Regions from separate parts of the Zea mays genome. Here region 2 is linked to region 1. The links are chromatin contacts, called in public Hi-C maps. All regions are on one chromosome and are shown on one strand. Each heading gives the region's core, a stretch centred on a gene start, on an enhancer-like site or on the middle of the called end of the contact. The rest is flanking DNA. Distances are from core to core; before and after follow the strand shown.

Region 1 (5,005 bases), core at 2,076-4,575:
TATTTTGTACAGAACTCTTATTATATAGTAAAAATGTGACATTCGTTTCTGTACCATGAGTCATCATATGTGTGAGACTTGATCTCAGCACACATTTGATTTGCACCTGGATTTGACCCTTAAATTCGGGTGTGACATGAATCTAACATTTTGCATGTATCAATGACAAAAATGTATACAAATGTACACATTTACGTATGTACAATATCTTTCAATGTATATATATATATATATAGTCTTGGACACAATAGAACCGATTCTAGCACATTAGTACCAGTTTCTAGATAGATCCGTTACTAAAGGAAACAAAATCTTTAGAACCGGTTCCTAGCTACATCTGGTACTGAAGCTACAACCTTTAGAACCGATTACTTGATAGAACCGGTTACTTGCTAGAACCAGTTACTTGATACATACATTACTAAAGTACAATCTTTAGAACTGGTTACTGATTAGAATCATCGTTAATAAAGATCCTTCTTTAGGAATGGTTCTTTAATGGAACCGGTACTAAATATGGTATCTTTAATACCGGATCTGATCAGAAAACGATTCTAAATTACTAGCTTTAGTACCGGTCTTTCCAACCGACACTAAAGTTATGGGCTAAAGTCTTAGATACAGATTGACGGGTGGAAATCCGGTGTTGTGGCTAGTTCCCAACCGGTATTGAATGCACATTCCGCGGTAGTGAAGAAAATACAATACCGTATTAGGGAAAAGGGGAAAAGGTATATGTTTTGAGCATTATTAGATCTGTGGCAACAATTTATCTATGGAACACGTTTACAAACTTTTATGTTTGTGTATCGAAGAAATTGTTTGTGTACGAACAATACAATGTATTAAACCAGTAAAAGAGTTATGCAATTTGTTTTAAGCACATTTGGATCATGGATGTATAGGAAAGTAGCCCGTTGGTGAGCCAGGTAGGGCCATTGGGCGCCGCATTTCGTGGATGGAGCAGCTTCCGATGAAGACGTTGTTTACCACCGTGTTGAAGCGCACGCCGTACGCCGTGACGATGGTGTTTGTGCCACTGAATCCGACAGGAAGAGTGACGACGACACCAGAGATGCGTGGGAGGGTGGAGGGGTGAGAAGAGAACGAGGCATAGAGACGTTGGACAGTGGGAGGAAAAACTTTTCACCGGATTGTGTCAAGGGGAGGCGTTGGAGCCATCCTCAGGCTTGTCCTTAGGCTATCCGCAGTGGTTCCTTCTAAATTTTTCCCCCTATATCACTTTTCTGGGTCACATCATCAATAGTGTATCCCCTACTTTTTCATCTCCTGCAGTGGTTTCCCCTAAATACTCCCCCTATATCCCACTACAATATAAAATATCATTTTCTATACCTACTTTTCATCTACTATCAATTTTTCTTCTACTATTAATTGAAGGCGGGCCCACAGGAACAGCGGTAGGGGGAGAGAGCGCGTGCGCTGCAGCTGAGGGGAGAGAGAAGAGTACCGCGGTGTAGAGTGAGCGATAGCGTGCTGCGCTGCGGCCTTTAGCGTGCGGCTGTAGCCGCCATGCAAGGGGAGCGCGCGGTAGCGTGCGGCGCTGCGGTCAGTCTTAGACTACCCGCAACGCAGCCCCCTACGCAGCCCCCTCCCCTTGCATTCCGGCTGTAGGGGGCACTCCACGGCCGCAGCGGTGCCCCTACAGCGCCCCCTACGTGTCGGTCCCCTTCTCTCCCCCCAGATCTAACGTGTCACTGTTCATGACCCTAAACACTGTGCTGTGGGTCCACGAGTAATTGTTAGTAGATAAAAAATTGATAGTTGATATAGAAAATGATATTTTATAGTTGTAGTGGGGTATAGAGGAGTATTTAGGGGGAACCGCTGCGGGAGATGAAAAAATAGGGGGGGAAATAGGGGGAAAAAGTGATATTGAGGAAAAAATTTAGAGGTAACGGTTGCGGATAGCCTTAGCCTGGCTCCAACCACATTCCCTGGACTTCGTACTCCACTCACGTCCGTGTACTACAAATACGGTGAACGAGCACCCAACGGCACTCCCTCAGGCGCACTCTCGGTGGGGGAGAGAAGAAAATCCTCCTCACGTGAGTTCTCTAATATCCTCATTTCGCTGATTGTGTTTTAATTGCGAAATAAATCCGTTTTAGTATAATTACCTGATAACAAAATGTATTATGGTACTACAAATATGGTAGTATTTTTTAAAACTCTACAAACTGATGGTAAAAAGTTAAATAACTCAGTTAAAGAGTAAAGTAGAGCTAAATAGGGAGATGGTTGAAGTGGATATGAAATAGGGAAAAGAATAGTTAAGAGAAAGGTATTTAAATATGAATATAAAATATGAATGTGTGGATTTGTGAGGAGAAATTGTTGGAGAAAGCCTTAAAGATCAAAATTGAATAGAAATAATTTAATCTTTATCGACCCGTTTTGATCCTCACGCATCCAACAAGCCTACGACTCTCCACGTCCGCTTAGGGCTTGTTCGGTTAGCTCTCAATCCATGTGGATTGAGTGGGATTGGATGTGTTTGAATCCCAAACAAGTCAAACTTCTTAAGAATTTTTTCCAATCCCATCCAATCCATGTGTATTGGGAATAACCGAACAAGACCTTAGGGGTGCCACCTCATAGAAATAATTTAATCTTTATCGACCCGTTTTGATCCTCACGCATCCAACAAGCCTACGACTCTCCACGTCCGCTTAGGGGTGCCACTTAGAGGTGGTAATGTGTTACGATCTAAATGTTTCTTCATAAAAAATAATAGAACCCTAAATAAATTTTAGTTCAAAAATAAATAAAAATAAAATACGATCATAATACGATCATTAAATCTTATAGTATAAAATTTAGTATAAAATTTAGAGCCTATTGTTACCCCTATGTCCGCTTCCTACATACAGGGTGACAGAAAGATCTCACCCTACGTAAGAGTAAAGTTGTGATCTCCTATTTCATTAATCAGTGTTTTAACTATAAAATTAAGCATTTTTAAGTCAAATTACCTAATAACAATCTATATTACGGTACTATAAATATTATACAATTTTTGAAACTCTAAAATTTGATGTAGAAAAGTAGCTCGGTTAAAAGAGTAAAAAGGAAGAGCTGAACGGGGAGAATTGTTGAAGAATGAAGAGAAGGCAAACTGGGACAAAAGATATTTAAATATAAAATAGAAAATAAGAAAAATAGAAATTTGTGAGAAGGGTTGGAGTTAGCATTACATCATCATGGTACAGAGTCCTTTACGAGGCCATATGCACTGAACTGAACTGGACAGCAGCTCCAGTATGCTGAGTGTACCTACCGACACGTTGTCGCCCATATACACAAAGAAAAACGTATGCACTTTGCGTTGCCCAAGCTGGTAGTGTGGTGGTCACGGCCCGATGGTGCCCGTGTCGAAGTAGAGCGTTGTCCCGGACGAGGGCCCGCCGCCGGTGACGCCCTCCATGAGCGCGAACCGCATGTCCTCGGACGGCTTCCAGTGCCGCTTCCGCTGGTTGATGAACCAGTTGTTGATCTGCTTCGGGTCCAGCCCAGTCGCCGCCGCCAGCCTCACCTTGTCCTCCTCCTGCACCGCCGGCTAATGCTGGTCACAGATCTGCCATTCCAGCGAGCGATGCTGCTGCTGCGTGTTTGCCAGGATGCATGCATGGTTACCGTAGGGTACGGCCAGCGGTAGTGCGTGTTCCACCAGTCCATGAGCGCCGACCGCGCGTCCTTGGGCAGCTTCCCTTTCTTCCTCTTCTTCAGGAACTCGGACCGCAGCCGGCTCAGGCACCCGCTGTACTTCTTCAGCAGCATCTCCTTCAGCTCACGGTCCGCCAGGCGGGAGCTGTGCTCCTGCTGCCCCGGCTCCGTCGCCTCCGTGTCTCCTCCCGAGCATGCTTCGTCCTCCTCCGACGACCCTACCATTTCATCTTCATGCAGAACAGAACAAAAAATCCAAGTCAGTTTGCATTTTTTCCCCAGTCCCTTTTTACAGCAGTAAAAACCGAACCATATCCATGACCACCAAACAGACAGACACAACTGGACTTCCGTAGCAATAAAATGTGGCGATCTCTTGTAGCAGGACCCTAGGTAAATCAATTTAACAAAAGATCCCTACAATTTTTTGCTGAAACAGAAGATTAACTGAGCCGGTGCAAAGATTATACACAGCTAGCTAGATATCGACGCCAGTACTTATTGCAAGGAACATTCTGTGCTAAATCATCCATAGTCATATGGGTCCCAGTAGTACCTATCTGCATGAATGGAACCACTCAATGAATTACTTCAAGATGAAAAGCAACCAATTGTTTAGGGGGTGTTTGGTTCCTTCAGTCAACCTCCTAAACTTTAGTACCTAGAAATTCTATTGGAAAGACCTATTTTAGGAGGTGGGAACCAAATACCCCCTTAATCTGAAGTTATGTTCTTCTGATGATGGTTTTGGTTACAGTAAACTAAAATGCCAGTAATACATAAACAAATCATATCCAGGACCCCCCCCCCCCCCCCCCCCCAAAAAAAAGGTTTTTTCCTGAGCTAGAGAGAAAATTGCATTTCTATTGTTGCCTGCTAATATAGATACAGGAATAATTGCCTTCATTTGCTTTACTATGCATGAAAATTGCATGTTTGTTACCATTTCATATTATACAAGCATAATGTTGCTTAAATTCGAGTATTCCTTCAGCACTAACATGTTATAAGAGTTATTAGGGAACTAAAGCACCAGCACAGAAAAGTAGTACACAAAAATAATTATCAGTGTCGGCCATAACCATGTGTACATCTCTAACACAGCCAGGCCAGAATTTCGATCTGGGGAGATACACCCCCCCCCCCCCCCCACCCCAAGCATTCTGGTTGAGGTAGAAGACCACTCATGCAGACCGAGAAAATTCCTGAACCCCATGCCCTACTCATATATAGTGGCACCATCGCCTATGCGTGGGCCAGTCCTCCTTTCCCATACAAGAGCATCCATCATTCTGTTCTTCACCAGTCCAATGGTGCT
Region 2 (5,537 bases), core at 1,119-3,618, 140 kb before region 1:
CTAGTGGAGTAGAGCTAGCTTAAATATGGAAGCCACACTCACTCACCAAGTCATGGATGAGAGGAGAGAGTGTGGAGAGCCACACGCGCGCGCGCGCTCGCTCGCCTCGCCTCGCCTGGCCTGGCCGGGGCGAAGGGCGCGGGGGCACGACATGCGCGTGAATGGTCCGCCAAAATCCGGCCCCTCGCCTTGCGGGGGCGCGACTACCTTTTGCCGTTTGATTTTTTGGTTTCTTGGCTGTTACGCTTATCCTAACCAATCGCTATAAAATCTCAACTGATTGCGAGATTTTCGTGGGCGGATAAGCACGGGGGTTCGCGGACTCGGCCCTATAAAAGGAGCCCGGCAGCCAGCCTCCAAATCATCCCAATTCGCTTTCGCCTCTCTTCACAGCTGAGCCGCCTTCCAGTTCTCTTCATCCCGATCGTAGAGGTGCATCTGCGATTAGGAGAGCAGGTCTCCGGAACCCTTCGCCTTCTAGATCCTGCACCAGGAGAGGCCGAATAAGGTTTTTGGGAAGCGTCTTCACGCGACTGCTCGTGATCTGATTGACCTCGTCGACCCTGCTGATTTTGCTACTTCGACATCGTCGACCCTGCTGATTCCGGCGCGTGCCATCTATCAGTAAGTCTAATCAGTACACATCATCTGATTTGGCTTGTTATTTCAGTGCTTGTGATTTTGTCATGATTTATATTCGGAATTTAAACTGGAATTTGTCTAATTATTCAACAGAAGCTGGGTGAAAGGAGGAGCGCGTGGAGCTTCGGGACGCCGTATGGGCGGTTGACGCAGTGCTGGCTGCTAGCAAGTAGCAACTTTAGGTTAGAAGTAGATGTTATTTTTTATTATTGACATTTTCTTAGACTATTATTGGGGTGGGCTAAGGTATTGCTCAAGTAATAACGAGCCATATTGGGCCTCCGCCCTGACAAGATCGACTTAAGGATGTGTATAAGGCATGCAGATATGTATAACACTGTTTTGCACTCTTTGCATAGAAGAGTTTAAAATAGCGAGTGAGATAAGGACTGGGATAAGGAGTTTCTAGAGATAGTCTAACCCCATTAAATAAGAGATCTTTAAGGGTTAAGTGAAAAAAAATTCAAAAGACAAATACCTCACTAAGGACATGTACAACCTCATTTCCCTATTTAATATAAGGTCTCTTGAGGGGTCTCTAAGGGTTAATTGAAAAAAAGAGACATGCTCTTCTCTACACGATTCCCCATATATATTCACTGCACTTCACTGACCGGGGTCGCTCTAATATAAAGTGACTGAGGATCACGGCAACCCAACAACACATGGATCTGAGCCTCCTCGGCAGCGGCGGGTGATCAGACTCTGCCTCCTCCATCGCGCCAGAACCCTCCTCCACATCTACAAAGGCAGGGATCTTAGATTGTCTCCAACAACGTCCTCTATATCTATCCTCTCTATATGTCCTTCACAGTCCTCTCTAAAAGATTTCATTCTCTATACACCTTCCTCTCCAACAACATCCTCTAATCATGTCCTCTATACGCAAATACTTATGTTAGAGACATTTTTTTTACATACGTATTTGTTATACTCTCAAATATATTATATATATTTTAGTTTTATTGAACCGGTTGCTTAAAGTATTCAAATGGATTATGGGTATAAGAGATAAAAAACAATATATATACAGAATCCAACAGCGTACTCTATACATGGAGGGAGTAGATGACGAAAATCTGCTCTAAATTACAGTTTAGAGTATAGGACCCCTTGGAGGGTCTGTTGGAACCAGTCCTTAGGACTACTCCAACTACTACACTAACCTTTATCTTAAGGCCAAGATTGTATGTCTAACTACGAATCCTCTCTGTTTATATATGCACGGTTGACACGCCGACAGCAACTTATGCAAAATACTCCTACCGGTCAAATAGCCTACACGCCTGCAGTGCAACCTGCTGTCCTAAGCACCATCCATTCATCCTTCGAATTTGACGACGACCGGAGGACGAATGAAAGAAAGGAAAAAAAGGTATATGGCTGAAGTTATATGTAGTACAGTACCTCGCGGTTTGGTCTTTCCATGCGATTCCGTTTTGCCCTCTCCCTCCCTGCGCTCGATGGCCATGTGGAGCCTTGTCGCCGGCCGCCGCTGGCATCGCAGACGCAGCACGCCCTGCGCTCTATTCAGGGTAGCGGCTGCGCACGACGCCACTGTGGGCTGGTGGACTCAATCATGGGGTGGACTGGGCTTCGCTTCTTGGGCCGAGCTGTCCACACAAACTCGTATCCTTTTGCTGCGCCATAAAACTTTTGTGTTATAACCGTCTCATTGGTTGCAGTAGCAGCCAGCCAGTCACGCTGTTCGAGCAGAGCCCCATCCCCTGATCCCCGTGCCAGGCCGCTCGGCCCTCGACGCCGTGAGTCAGGCAGGCAGGCGCCTCTTTCTGTCCCTCCACTCGGGTCTCCACGCCGCCGCCGCCGCCGCCGCCTCGACCGCCCCACGCATCCGCCGCTCCTCTACCCATCCTCGGCCCGCGGCCCAGGGAGAAGACCGCACGGGCGGGCGAGGTACGCACACCCTTCCTCCTCCTTCCTTCCCTGACTCCGCGTTCGTTCGGTCGGGAAGAGTCGGACGGAGGCGACCGGGAGCGGCGCCTCCGATCTGACTCGCGCGGACAATCGCTGTCGCGGCCGGGTATTTCGTTTCCTAATCTTGCTGGTTGGGTTGGGTGGTTAGACAGACGGATTCATGATGCAGTCGTTGAACGGGGGAAGCGCGAATGCGACCGCCGCCCGAGGGGCGTGGCCGCGACGGATCACAACGAATCTTTCGTTCCTCCGATCCGACAAAGTCCGTGGGCGTAGCGGCCGGTAGCAGGTGCGCACATAATTTGCCACCCCGGTCGCTTTCTTCCTTACCCCTACCAAAGCGAGGGGTGGGATCGATCGCCTTGTTCGTTTCCGCGGCGGGTTTATTCGCCGGGACCGCGATTCCATTGCTCTCTTCTCTCAAGGTACTGGTGGCCGTCCTCGCCAGCCAGTCTGATGGGTTCCGTCGGTAGGGTCGGCTGGTTGGTTGTGTTCCGTCCCATCACCATCCTGTTCCGCGACCTGGGGCGTCGCGTCAAATGCCACGGGTACTGTGTGCCCGTGGAGGGGTCTCGGCAATGATGCTCCTCTGATTCTCCCCACCCGTGGCTGCGCCCATCCGTCTACAAGTACCACCTGGCCGCGCGGTTGGTTCCAATTTCCAGACGGCAGTCCACTGGTTTTTGCTTGCATATCCTTTGTTTAGGCCAGAGTTGAGTTGTGTTCCAACTTCCAAGTCTTGGGTTGCGGAATCGCCGGCCTCGCTCAATCGGTACCGCATCTTATTTTCCATACCTATCTTGAGGAATCTAGCTTTTTTTTTGTGCTTTTGCTTTCGGGGCAGCAGATATTCTCATCGGCCTTGATTCTGCTTTGAATCTGTTTTTGAGATTTACTTGGTTTGCTTTGTTTGGATAGTGTAATGTAGCTGTGTCGAGTGCATATATTATGTTTATGTCCATTTTTAAATGCACTTGATTGAATCTTCTACAGTTCTACCCATTTTTTTTCATAAACTTGATTGAATCTTCTAGGTTGGTTTATGCTGTTGTGTGTGGACGACAAAATGTTTTGTGGGATTTACTAATCAGGGTGACTTGTCTGCACTTAGAGATGATGTCACTTGTGGGAAAGGGAGAGGAAGACAAAGAAAAGGGGGAGAGGGAAGAGAAAGACAATTGTTTTTTCCCCTGCTGTTCTGTTATTTTCTCAGTTCCCTTACTTGGAACTTGATATGATCAACAAGGATGTGCTACTACTGTATGTTTCAATGGATCACAAAGCACATGATTGGTTTCCTGCTTCAGCATAGTCTAACTCGTATCAGTGAACCAGACCCAAATAGCCAGCATATGTACATGCAATAGCAGTTTGATTGGTTGCTTGTTTTCATTCAGCCAGGATACAGAGTGACGTGTCAACGCTGACCTGTTTAAGTTCTGTCAAACTACTCAGCAATCTGCATATTGTGTTATTGAGGAACTTTCTTGTGTGAATCTTTCTTGAAGAGTTCCTTTTTCCTTGCAAGCAATTCCCTTGGCCATACATGAACTGACATTTTTCAATATTGAACTCTAGCTTGTTTTGAGATTTTTACTATCATGACAGTGATACTCTTCTTACAGTTTTGCTCCTTTAGTGGCACAAATAGATTGCCTGCCTCTTCAATTTCCACACCAGCTGTAGCAAGAATTGAAATGCATATAACAAATTTTCTTAGACTGTATGACATTTCAGCTATGCATCTATCATCATCTTTGTTGATGTGTATTAATTTTATTTTTATCTTACTTTCAGATGGAAAACCATAATCCATTACATTCTCAGATTGCTGAAGTGAAAATGGACATCTCAGCATCAGCTTCTGTTGCATCAGGGAACAAATTCTGCAAGGGTGGTGCCTGTGATTTCTCTGATTCCAGTAACTCCTCGAAAGATGCCAAGGAGAGATCCACGTCCATGAGGAAGCTTATAATCGCAGTGATCCTTTGCATCATATTCATGACGGTGGAAGTGGTCGGGGGCATCAAAGCAAACAGTCTTGCCATCTTAACTGATGCGGCGCACCTTCTTTCTGATGTGGCAGCATTTGCCATATCGTTATTCTCTCTCTGGGCTGCTGGATGGGAAGCAACACCGCAGCAGTCATATGGGTTCTTCCGGATTGAGATTCTTGGTGCCTTGGTCTCCATTCAGCTCATATGGCTACTTGCTGGCATACTGGTATATGAGGCTATTGTAAGGCTCATTAACGAGAGTGGCGATGTGCAGGGCTCCCTCATGTTTGCTGTGTCGGCGTTTGGACTGTTTGTCAACATTATAATGGCTGTATTGCTAGGCCATGACCACGGGCACGGCCATGGACACAGCCATGGACATCCACATGACCATGGTCATGGTGATTCAGACGATGGCCATTCTCACCATGAAGAACCAGAACAGGGCCATGTTCATCATCATGAGCATAGCCATGGAAGTTCTATTACTGTCACAACACATCACCACCACCACTCAGGCACTGGACAACACCATGACGCTGAGGAGCCACTGATCAAGCACGAGGCCGACTGTGAGGGCACCCAATCTGCTGCTAAGAAGCCTCGACGCAATATAAACGTACACAGCGCTTACCTTCATGTGCTTGGGGACTCCATCCAGAGCATCGGGGTGATGATCGGCGGGGCTATCATCTGGTACAAGCCCGAGTGGAAAATCATCGATCTGATCTGCACCCTCATCTTCTCGGTGGTCGTGCTGTTCACCACGATCAGGATGCTGCGCAACATCCTCGAGGTCCTGATGGAAAGCACGCCCCGTGAGATCGACGCCACCAGGCTGGAGAGGGGGCTCTGCGAGATGGAAGGCGTGGTTGCCGTCCACGAGCTGCATATCTGGGCCATCACAGTGGGGAAGGTGCTACTGGCTTGCCATGTGACGGTCGCCAGGGAAGCCGACGCAGA

What was found. Hi-C and Micro-C count contacts between places; a contact is called where the count stands out from the background.
Region 2: a Hi-C map of ear shows a contact between it and region 1, with 4 times the contacts expected there. The contact joins the promoter of LOC100282686 here to the enhancer-like site in region 1. A contact is called at or near these places in 2 of 25 Hi-C or Micro-C datasets (ear and tassel).

What each region holds. Positions count from the first base shown.
Region 1 is chr8:134,453,316-134,458,320 of Zm-B73-REFERENCE-NAM-5.0, reverse strand. It overlaps LOC541960 (liguleless 4), which reads right to left. Exons shown (of 5, transcript NM_001371616.1): 4 at 3,658-3,917; 5 at 3,141-3,568. The coding sequence ends at 3,374. Among protein-coding and RNA genes, the nearest start is that of LOC541960, 6.2 kb to the right of the region's middle. Within about 2 kb of position 3,325, at least 7 of the 20 cell types and tissues checked have an H3K27ac peak or open chromatin away from gene starts, as enhancers often do. A contact at or near this core is called in ear and tassel, where this site is marked.
Region 2 is chr8:134,588,496-134,594,032 of Zm-B73-REFERENCE-NAM-5.0, reverse strand. LOC100282686 (metal tolerance protein A2) reads left to right here and starts at 2,368. Exons shown (of 2, transcript NM_001348966.1): 1 at 2,368-2,556; 2 at 4,375-5,537. The coding sequence starts at 4,375.